2 separate regions of the Ovis aries genome follow, and region 1 is linked to region 2. The links are chromatin contacts, called in public Hi-C maps. All regions are on one chromosome and are shown on one strand. The core of a region is the stretch at or near the end of the contact, and the rest is flanking DNA. Distances in the headings are between cores, read along the strand shown.

What was found. Hi-C and Micro-C count contacts between places; a contact is called where the count stands out from the background.
Region 1: a Hi-C map of mixed tissues shows a contact between it and region 2, with 2.4 times the contacts expected there. The contact joins the promoter of ZNRF2 here to the promoter of NOD1 in region 2. A contact is called at or near these places in 2 of 16 Hi-C or Micro-C datasets (liver and mixed tissues).

Annotation. Positions count from the first base shown.
Region 1 is chr4:67,587,481-67,592,054 of ARS-UI_Ramb_v3.0, reverse strand. ZNRF2 (zinc and ring finger 2) reads left to right here and starts at 1,919. Exons shown (of 6, transcript XM_060414779.1): 1 at 1,919-2,841. The coding sequence starts at 2,388. It overlaps LOC121819405 (a long non-coding RNA gene), which reads right to left and starts at 2,976. Exons shown (of 2, transcript XR_006059637.2): 1 at 2,458-2,976; 2 at 1-1,420.
Region 2 is chr4:67,353,659-67,358,125 of ARS-UI_Ramb_v3.0, reverse strand. NOD1 (nucleotide binding oligomerization domain containing 1) reads right to left here and starts at 2,171. Exons shown (of 14, transcript XM_042248630.2): 1 at 1,696-2,171.

The DNA of each region.
Region 1 (4,574 bases), core at 670-3,169, 230 kb before region 2:
TCAGCTGCAGGAGTTGCTGCGTTTGGTGCATCTCATTGATTTGCTGAACATACTTCTCAGATGTGTTGGTTTTGCTGGGATTCACAAAGTTGTAGTGGATCCGACTGGCAACAGACCACCTATCAGTGACCATAATCTTTTCTGGGTGCAAGTTTGCTTTGGGAAGTGCTTTGAAGCTTCTTCTCGGTCCAACCACTGAACTGGTCATCACTGGTTCTCATATAAAATCCACTTGTTGTCGCATATCACAATCCGATAGAGAATAAGAGAAGAACCTAATGTAGAAAAAGAGAAGACGACCCTTCAAAATGATGATTTTTTTTTCATTTTCAGTCAGCTCAAGATGCACTCACTTCTCAAGCGTTTCACCTTTCAAATTTGCTTCAGATGCTGAGCAACTATAGAATGGTTGATGTTCAATTCTTGGGCAACTTCTCATGTAGTTGTAAGCCTCTCAGTTGGTTACTGTCAACTTTCCATGGGCAGCCACTATGTTTATCTTCAGGCTTTTATCTAGTCTGTAAAACTTCTTGAACCACCACTGCACTGTACATTTGTAAGCAGCTCCTGGGCCAAATGTGTTGTTGTGAGTTGTCTCTGCGAACTTGAATAGAAAAATCGCTTGAATTTGCTTTTTCTCTAACATCATTTCCATAGTTGAAATAAATATAAACAAGTAATAAGTCAGCCAAAAACATAAAGCAAGAAATGTGCATTGAAAGATGTACAGCACAACCATATTTAAGAAAGTATTGCAATATCAAATGGAAACTTTAAACAATGCAAAAACCGCAATTGCGTTTGCACCAACCTAGTAGTAATTGACATTTTAGAGAAAGTACAGGGTTTTAAAGCAGCAGGTGCTGTGGCGATTTGATACAAACATCCCAGGTAAGGAAACTAACGTCCACAAAGGTAAAATGATTGCTTACACCTCGTTTTGGTCCCAGACCTAGATAGACCCCAGGTCTTATGAATCGGTTGCAGCTGTCTCCGTGCCACAGTTTTTGCTCTACAGCTGAAAATCATGTTGGATTATCTTTAGTTCTATCAACTCTGCTTTCTCCGCAGTCGGAGTGTTTAAATGGGATAGATCTAATTCAGATCAAGCTGCCTTCAGCCTCCTAGGTTCTTTCTTTTGTTTTCAGTCTTTTATTATCAGATTGGTGAGCTTCTGCTTTACTTAAAACACGCACTCGAAGTAACATCAAGGAGGAAGGTCGAAACCCATTCAAACGCAATGGCTAGGGACACAGGACCGAGACGAACCCAGCCCCAGCTGTAAAAGGTGAAGACTGCCCACTGTCAGGTCCAGCGTCCGAGGGACACGTGCAGGAGGAGGGGTCGTCTTCTGGTTGGCCCCCGGAGGAGCTCCGTCGCTCCAATCAGCGCAGGCCCCGCGGTGGAGAGGGGGCGCGCCCTGCAGGGGAGGGCGGGGTCAGAGACCTGTCCATCACCGAATCCGCGGGTGGCAGCACCTACCCCACCAAGGCACCTAGGCGAGACAGGGCGGGAGCGGGAAGGCCGCGGCGAGGGGGGAGGCGGGGCCAGGCTGGTGGGAGCCAATCCGCCCGGCAGCGCCAGGGGGCAGGGGCGGGGTCACCGTGCGCGACCCAAACACATGGGTTCGGGCGCACCCTGGGGCCGCGCTGCTCCTCCGCCTTCCGGTGCGAGGGCCGCAGTGCCTCCTTCCCTTCTGAGCACCCCCACCTCGTGGTCCAGACCCTACCCACCCCCCCGCCCCTCCTTCTCTGGGGGAGCGCGGTGACGGTTGCCGGGAAGCGCGCGCTGCCCCTCCCTCTCCTCCTGCGTCCTCTCCTCCCGCGCCACCCGTTTTTCCTCCTTCTCAGTTAATAACAGCTGGGTGGCTGGGGGAGGAGGGAAGGTGGCCCCAGCGGAGTCTGGGCGGGCACCTCCCACTCACCCGCGAGCCGCCGTGGGAGCAGGAGGATGGCGGCGGTAGCGGCGGCCGCCCGGGAGGAGGCGGTGCCGAGGGCCCGGGCGCAGAGCGCAGCGGCGGCGGCAGAGAGCGGCAGCGGCCCGTCGCGGCGCACCAGAACCGAAAGCAGCGGCAGCCGCGCAGCCACCTGAGCCGCCCCTCCCGCCGGAGCCAGCGATCGGCGCCCGCGGGAGCCGGGACCTCCTTCCTCTCCATCTCTCCTCGTCTCCTGCGTCCCCAGACAGGCCGTCGATCTCGCTCGTCATCCCTTAGAAAAGCGCGGCGGGCGCCGACCGCCCCCTGGGGCGCCGGGCGGCGGCCCTGGACGTGCGGGCTTGTTTCTGCGCCGGCCTCCGCGCCTCGGCCCTGCCCTCTCGCTCCTGCGCTCGCTCCCGCCCTCCCGGCGCTCCGGGCACTGTGCGCGGGCCCGGCCCGGGGCAGGGCGGACATGGGCGCCAAGCAGAGCGGGCCGGCCGCTGCTAACGGCCGCACCCGCGCGTACTCGGGCTCGGATTTACCTTCCAGCAGCAGCAGCGGAGGGGCCAACGGGACCGCGGGCGGCGGGGCGCGAGCCGCAGCCGCTGGGAGGTTTCCGGCTCAGGTGCCCAGCGCGCACCAGCCCAGCGCCTCCGGCGGCGCCGCGGCGGCCTCGGCGGCCCCGCGCAGCCGCTCCCTCGGCGGGGCCGTGGGGACCGTGGCGTCGGGGGCCCGGGCGGCGCAGTCAACCTTCAGCATCCCCAACAGCAGCAGCGGCCCGTACGGCTCGCAGGACTCGGTTCATAGCAGCCCGGAGGACGGCGGCAGCAGCGGCGGCAGGGACCGGCCGGCGAGCGGGGGTCCTGGAGGGCCGCGCCTGGTGATCGGCTCCTTACCAGCTCACCTCTCGCCGCACATGTTTGGAGGTACGGCCCTTTCCCTCTCTGCCTCCCGCGGGCGGCACGTGGGCCGCGGCTGCGCTTATTTTTACCCTTCTCCTTTTCTCCTTCAGCCCGAGCGCCGGGGGTTCGCCGCGCGGCCGGGCCGGGTCACCCCTCTTTGGGGTGGGAGGGAAAGAGAGAGGGAGAGAGCGCCTCTTAACCCCTGCAGCGCCGCTACCGCGGGACCCTAGTGTTTGGTTTTTGAACACCACGTGCACCCTCACCTCTTCGTGGCTTTCTCATACAGAAAGCCCTTGTTTGCTCCCGGAGGTGAAGGGAGCAAATATTGTTTTAAAAACAAGCGCAATAGCTGGTGCTTGTGGTTTTTAGTAGCAGGAAGTCAGGACCCGTTGCTAAATGTAGTTGTATCTGGTGACTCGAGTGGTGAGCAGTTTTTAAAGGCCAAAAGTCAGAGTCTCAAATGAACAGATGAGTGTTTGGAACAAGAGTTACCGCTTTTGGAGTAACTTATTGTAGAGCTGTAATTCTCATGTCTTGTGTCAGTAGTCCCACCTACTGTGTATGCTTTAATTAGGTGAATGTGTTAATAAAAAGTATGTTTTTAACCTCAGTAAACTGCTACTTTAGATAATGATTAATGTGAGTTCTGCTTTATTTGGACAGAGCATTAAAAAACTGAGAACTGTTTCTTAAGGAAAGAAACCAATAATCATTACAGTTCTGCCTACAAGATGCAGTAAAAGCCCAGGTGTTTTTGAAAAGCAGTGCTCGCTAGGGTTCAAGAAAGACCCTGTGAAAAATGGAAATTTTAGTAGCAAAACGGTATGTCTTTTTGGATTGATAGAAACAGGGGAGGGGTACCCCTGATGTGAGTAAAGCAAATTCGACCTCTTGAGTTGTTTTATGGTTTCTACTTTCCTTCAGAGCAGTTAATGGTAAATGAATTAAGACACTCCCTTTCCAGTTCATGAAGAGTAGATGTTAAATCTGGTTAGAGATGCAGACAATAGAAGAGAAACATTTCCATATCATTGCTTTCTTTACACATCATGATATTACCTACAGTTACAGTTGAGCACAGGTGAATAGTGAAAACACTTATCTTCTCTTTCTCTGCTTCCTTTACTCGTGTTTATAAATGTGAGAAATTTGAGCAGGCAGTTGATAAAGTGAAATGTTCAATAATGTAATTGCTCTGATGTTCTGTACTATCAATATTCACATTAGCACAAATTTAAAATGGAGGCGACATGTTTAGTTTCCCCCATCTTTTTAATACCTCTTTGCATATTCAAAATATAAAACAACTCTTTACTTTTATTTTAATTACTTGTTATAAAATGATTTTTTCTTTGTGACTAAAAATACTGACTTTTAAGATTGGCCCTTAAAACATTTCTTTTTGAGAAAAAGAACTAGTGCTGACTGTACTGTGATTTGTGATTCATAACTAACACAGCTGAAGGTCCTGTAGTACCACACCGAAGAATAACAAAAGACAGTTTCTTAAGAATGGGAGATTAGTGGCAAGGATAAAGGCTAAGCTGGTCCTAAAAAATATATATTTATTTTAAGATTAAAATTTGCATGTAGTTATGTCTAACAGCTTGCTAGAGAAAGGAAATCGGGAAAGGCTCATCAGATTAGTAACTTCTTTGGTATACTGATGGCTTAACTTTTTTTAAAGGACTTTGTTTTCTTTTAACAAAGTTTATCTGTATGGGTTTAAAGTGTTTCATCTGGGGGTGGGGGCAAAT
Region 2 (4,467 bases), core at 922-3,421:
TACAAACCCCTCTCCAGAGCAAGGCAGGAAAAGAAAAAGGGAATGGAGTTTCAAGGGAGACAACTGCTGCACACTCTCTTCACTGCGGCTGTACTAAGTAAACAACTGTTGAACACAAATCACCACTACAGTGGCTAATAACTGCTACTGATGGAGCAGCAACCTGGCCTGCCAGGCATTTGATACACATTATCTCATTCAGGACAGAGCTACTATTTTTCCCACTTCACAAGAAAGAAAATAGGGGTTCAGGGAGATCATGCAAGTATCACAGAAGTGACAGAATCTGAATTTGGGCCAGGGTTTGATGGGCTCCAAAGCTTGAATTTAAACCTCTTCATTATGCAAAACCACAATCCACTCTTCTTGGACCCTCTAGAAGCCCTCTCTTCTCCTAGGCTGTTGTTTATTTCAAATCCACCTTTCTTATTTGCCCCACACATGCAGTAGAAATCTGTGTCTTGTCCAGGGGCCCTGGTTGCTGATATTAGCGCTTTCTGCCCCCAGCACATACCCTTGGGTGCTAAGAGGGTAAATTTTGTGCACTCCTAATATCCAAGTTCCTTGGATACGGAAGTCTCAGATAGGAGGCTTTTAGCAGATACAAACCCGACCCTGCAGCAAGCGCACTTGCTGCTGCTAAGTCGCTTCAGTTGTGGCCGACTCTGTGCGACCCCACAGACGCCAGCCCACCAGGCTCCCCCGTCCCTGGGATTCTCCAGGCAAGAACACTGGGGTGGGCTGCCATTTCCTTCTCCAATTCATGAAAGTGAAAAGTGAAAAGTGAAATTCAAGTCGCTCAGACGTGTCCGACTCTCAGCGACCCCATGGACTGCAGCCTACCAGGCTCCTCTGTCCATGGGATTCTCCAGGCAAGAGTACTGGAGTGGGGTGCCATTGCCTTCTCCGAAGCACACCTAACTTCACCCTTAAAGCAGAAATCCCAGAAGCTGTCAACGGGTTTACTGGCTTCCCTTCATTTAACTTTAAATGACAGTAACAGAGGCATTTCCCAGAAAGCAGAACCAGCGAGGCATCATGATCTGGCAAAGCTTCTGTGTTTCACAATATGCCAAAAGACTGTGTGCATAGCTCAGGCAGTATTCCGGCGAAGCTGCCAAGTCTTGTCTCACTTCCCCTCTCTGCGTCTCGGGAAACCAGAGGGAGGGCCACTGCCCCTTCCCCAGGGCCACGCGGGACACTGGGTACAGCCGGATCTGTCGCAGGCTGGACTCTTATCAAAGCCCCTGCCCGCCTTTCCACCCTCTCTTGGCAACCACTCTGGTCGTTGGTGCTCAACTCTGCCCACACAGTGGAATCAGCTGAGAAGTGTAAACGATACAGACCCCCACCCCCTCCACTGCCCCAGGGGTTCTGATGGATCCAGCCTGGGCATCTGAATTTTACAAGCACCCCAGGTGATTCTACAGTGCAGGCAGGACTGAGATGCTCTGTCTGGACCACCATGGGATAAACGATTCCCCTAACGCTGAAGTTCACCCCCCTGAACTTTCGTGGTTCCACAAACACCGGGTTTCTTCTCCTCCTTGATCCACCCGGAGCTCTTCCAGCGCAGCTTTGAATTCCTCCCGCTCGCAGGACGCCGCCTCTCCGCGCCGCCTCCTCCGCCGCGGCGCCCAGGACCCCCAGAAAACGTGTGCCCCGAGCGACCCACCCCCTGGCGCTGGGACTTACTTGGTAGCCAGGTGTGGAGACCTCGCGGTACTGGGGAGCCAGAGCTGGAGTCGGGTGCGCCGGGAGCGCGCGGGCGGGAACTCGGAGGTTGGGGAGCGCCGACCCCGGAGCGCGCGGCGCGGCAACTTCACCCGCTGCAGGGAAGGAACAGCCGCCGCGCGGGCGGGAACGCGAACTGTCACGGCCGTAACGACGGCCGCGCCCCGAACCTCCGCGGCCTGCGCGAAAAGGCCGAGGCGAGCGAGGCGGACGCGGGCGGCCCGGAGCGGCTGCGCGCAGAAGGTGGCCCTGGGCAGCCTGGAGGGGCAGTCCCTGCCCCAGCAGAGTGGCCAGGCCACTGCGCGGGTAGGCCTGAGAGCTCGCCAGAGGTGACCCAGCGCCTACTGGTGGTGCCAGCTCGGTCCCTTCCGCTGCGAGCTCAGGCCTGTCCCGCTAGAAGTGCTAGCCCGGAGTCCGCAACCAGAGGCAGCTGCTTCAAAGCACGACGGTGGAAACGCCTGTTAGAACACGCGCTCCCGCGTGAAACTCCTGTTAACACGTGACACTTGCTCCCGGATGAAAAGCAGCTCCAAACAATCAAACCTTTACGACAGAGCATATACTTCGATATGGACTTTTAAAAAATCTAAGGTTTTCTTCCTGCCCTTAAATCTCTTCTTGGCGGTGTACATTGTATACTGTTAACACTGTGATGACCTGTCAGGGAGTTTGTAACATGCTAGCTAATACATTTCCCAGTAAGATGTGTTTTTTAAAACATTGTAAATGGAGAAGGTCTACATAAGGCGTAACGATGCTATAAATGAGTTTCACACTGAATAAAATACATTCAATCATGTAACCCCATATGCTCATGAATATTTAGATTTCCAAAAAAGGCTGCCTTCTGAGAAGTTTGTTCATAACTCAAAAGTGAAACTTTGCAAAGGTAACACTGGTGGGAGACGTGCAAACTTGTCAAACCTAATATAGAGACGCTAAAGATACCAATTTTCCTTCACGTAAATTTATCCTTACATGAACTTCCGGTAGAAAAATTGCAAAATTTGTCCTTTCTTCTAGGATTTTGGATTTTATCTTCCATATCTTTTAAATACTCACATTTTCTATATCCTGCTTCTCTGGCTGCACTTTCAGTTAACTTCTTCAGTTCTTTCCATTAATCAATTATTTTTGTGGTTATTTGAATCTGCTGTGTTACTGGTCTTCACTAGGTGGAATAGTCCCTTCAGGCCCCCTATAATGTTCAAGTCCTACACCTGGAACCTATGAATATGGCAAAGGAGAATTAAAGTAGCAGATGGAATTAAGGGTGCAAATCAGCTGACCTTGAGATGGAAAGATTAATCATGGTCTATTGGTATGGGCTGGATGCAATCACAGGAGTCCTTATAAATGGAAGAGGGAGGCCAAGAAGGAGAGCTAAAAGAGAGAGCAACTTGAGAAGGACTGGCTCTGATGTTGCTGGTTTTGAAGAGGAAGAATGGAGCTATGAGCCAAGAAATTGAGAGTGGCTTCTAGAAGCTGCAGAAAACAAGGAAATGGGTTCTCTAGCAGGGCTCCAGAAGGAATACAGTCCTGCTGACACTTTGATTTCAGCCCAGTGAGACCCATTTTAGACTATTGAACTCCAGAACCATAATAAAAACTGTGTTGCTCTAGGCCACTAAATTTGTGGCAACTCATTACAACAGCAATAGGCAACCAATACATCATCCACTTAAGTTCTTAATTTCAACAATATTTATTTTCCAAGAGTATTTTGGTCTTATTTCTAATTTTATTGGGCATGTTTAATAGTCTCCTGTTCTCTGCTGATTCTGCTGCTTCAAAAATTCATTTATAGTTATTTTTACTTTTAATCAAACTTTTTATTTGGGGATAGTTGTAAATTTGCTAGAGTGAAAAAGTTGGCTTAAAACTCAACATTCAGAAAACTAAGATCATGGCTGCTGGTCCCATCTCTTCATGGCAAATAGATGGGGAAACAGTGAGAGACTTTATTTTGAGGGGTCTCCAAAATCACTGCAGATGGTGACTGCAGCCATGAAATTAAAAGACACTTGCTCCTTGGAAGAAAAGCTATGACCAACCTAGACAGCATAAAAGCAGAGACATTACTTTGCTAACAAAGGTCCATCTAGTCAAGTGAAAGTGTATTCAATCAGTCGTGTCTGACTCTCTGCGACCCCATGGACGGCAGCCTGCCAGGTTCCCCCGTCCATGGGGTTTTCCAGGCAAGAATACTGGAGTGGGTTGCCATTTCCTTCTCCAGGAGATCTTCCTGACCCAGAGATTGAATTTGGGTCTCCCACATGGTAGGCAGACACTTTGCCATCTGAGTCACTAGGGAAGTCCTAGTCAAAGCTATGGTTTTTCCAGTAGTCAGGTATGGATGTGAGGGTTGGACCATAAAGAAACCTGAGTGCCGAAGTGGTGATGCTTTTGAACTGTGGTGTTGGAGAAGACTCTTGAGAGTTCCTTGGACTGCAAGGAGATCAAACCAGTCAATCCTAAAGGAAATCAGTCCTGAATATTCATTGGAATATTCATACTGATGCTGAAGCTCCAATACTTTGACCACCTGATGCAAAGAACTGACTCACTGGAAAAGAGGCTAATGCTGGGAAAGACTGAAACCAAGAAAAGGGGATGACAGAGGATGAGATGATTGGATGGCATGACCGAGTTGATGGACATGAGTTTGAGCAAGCTTCGGGAGTTGGGTCTTTATTATGTTGAGCCTTCCAAACTATGAACATAGTATACCTC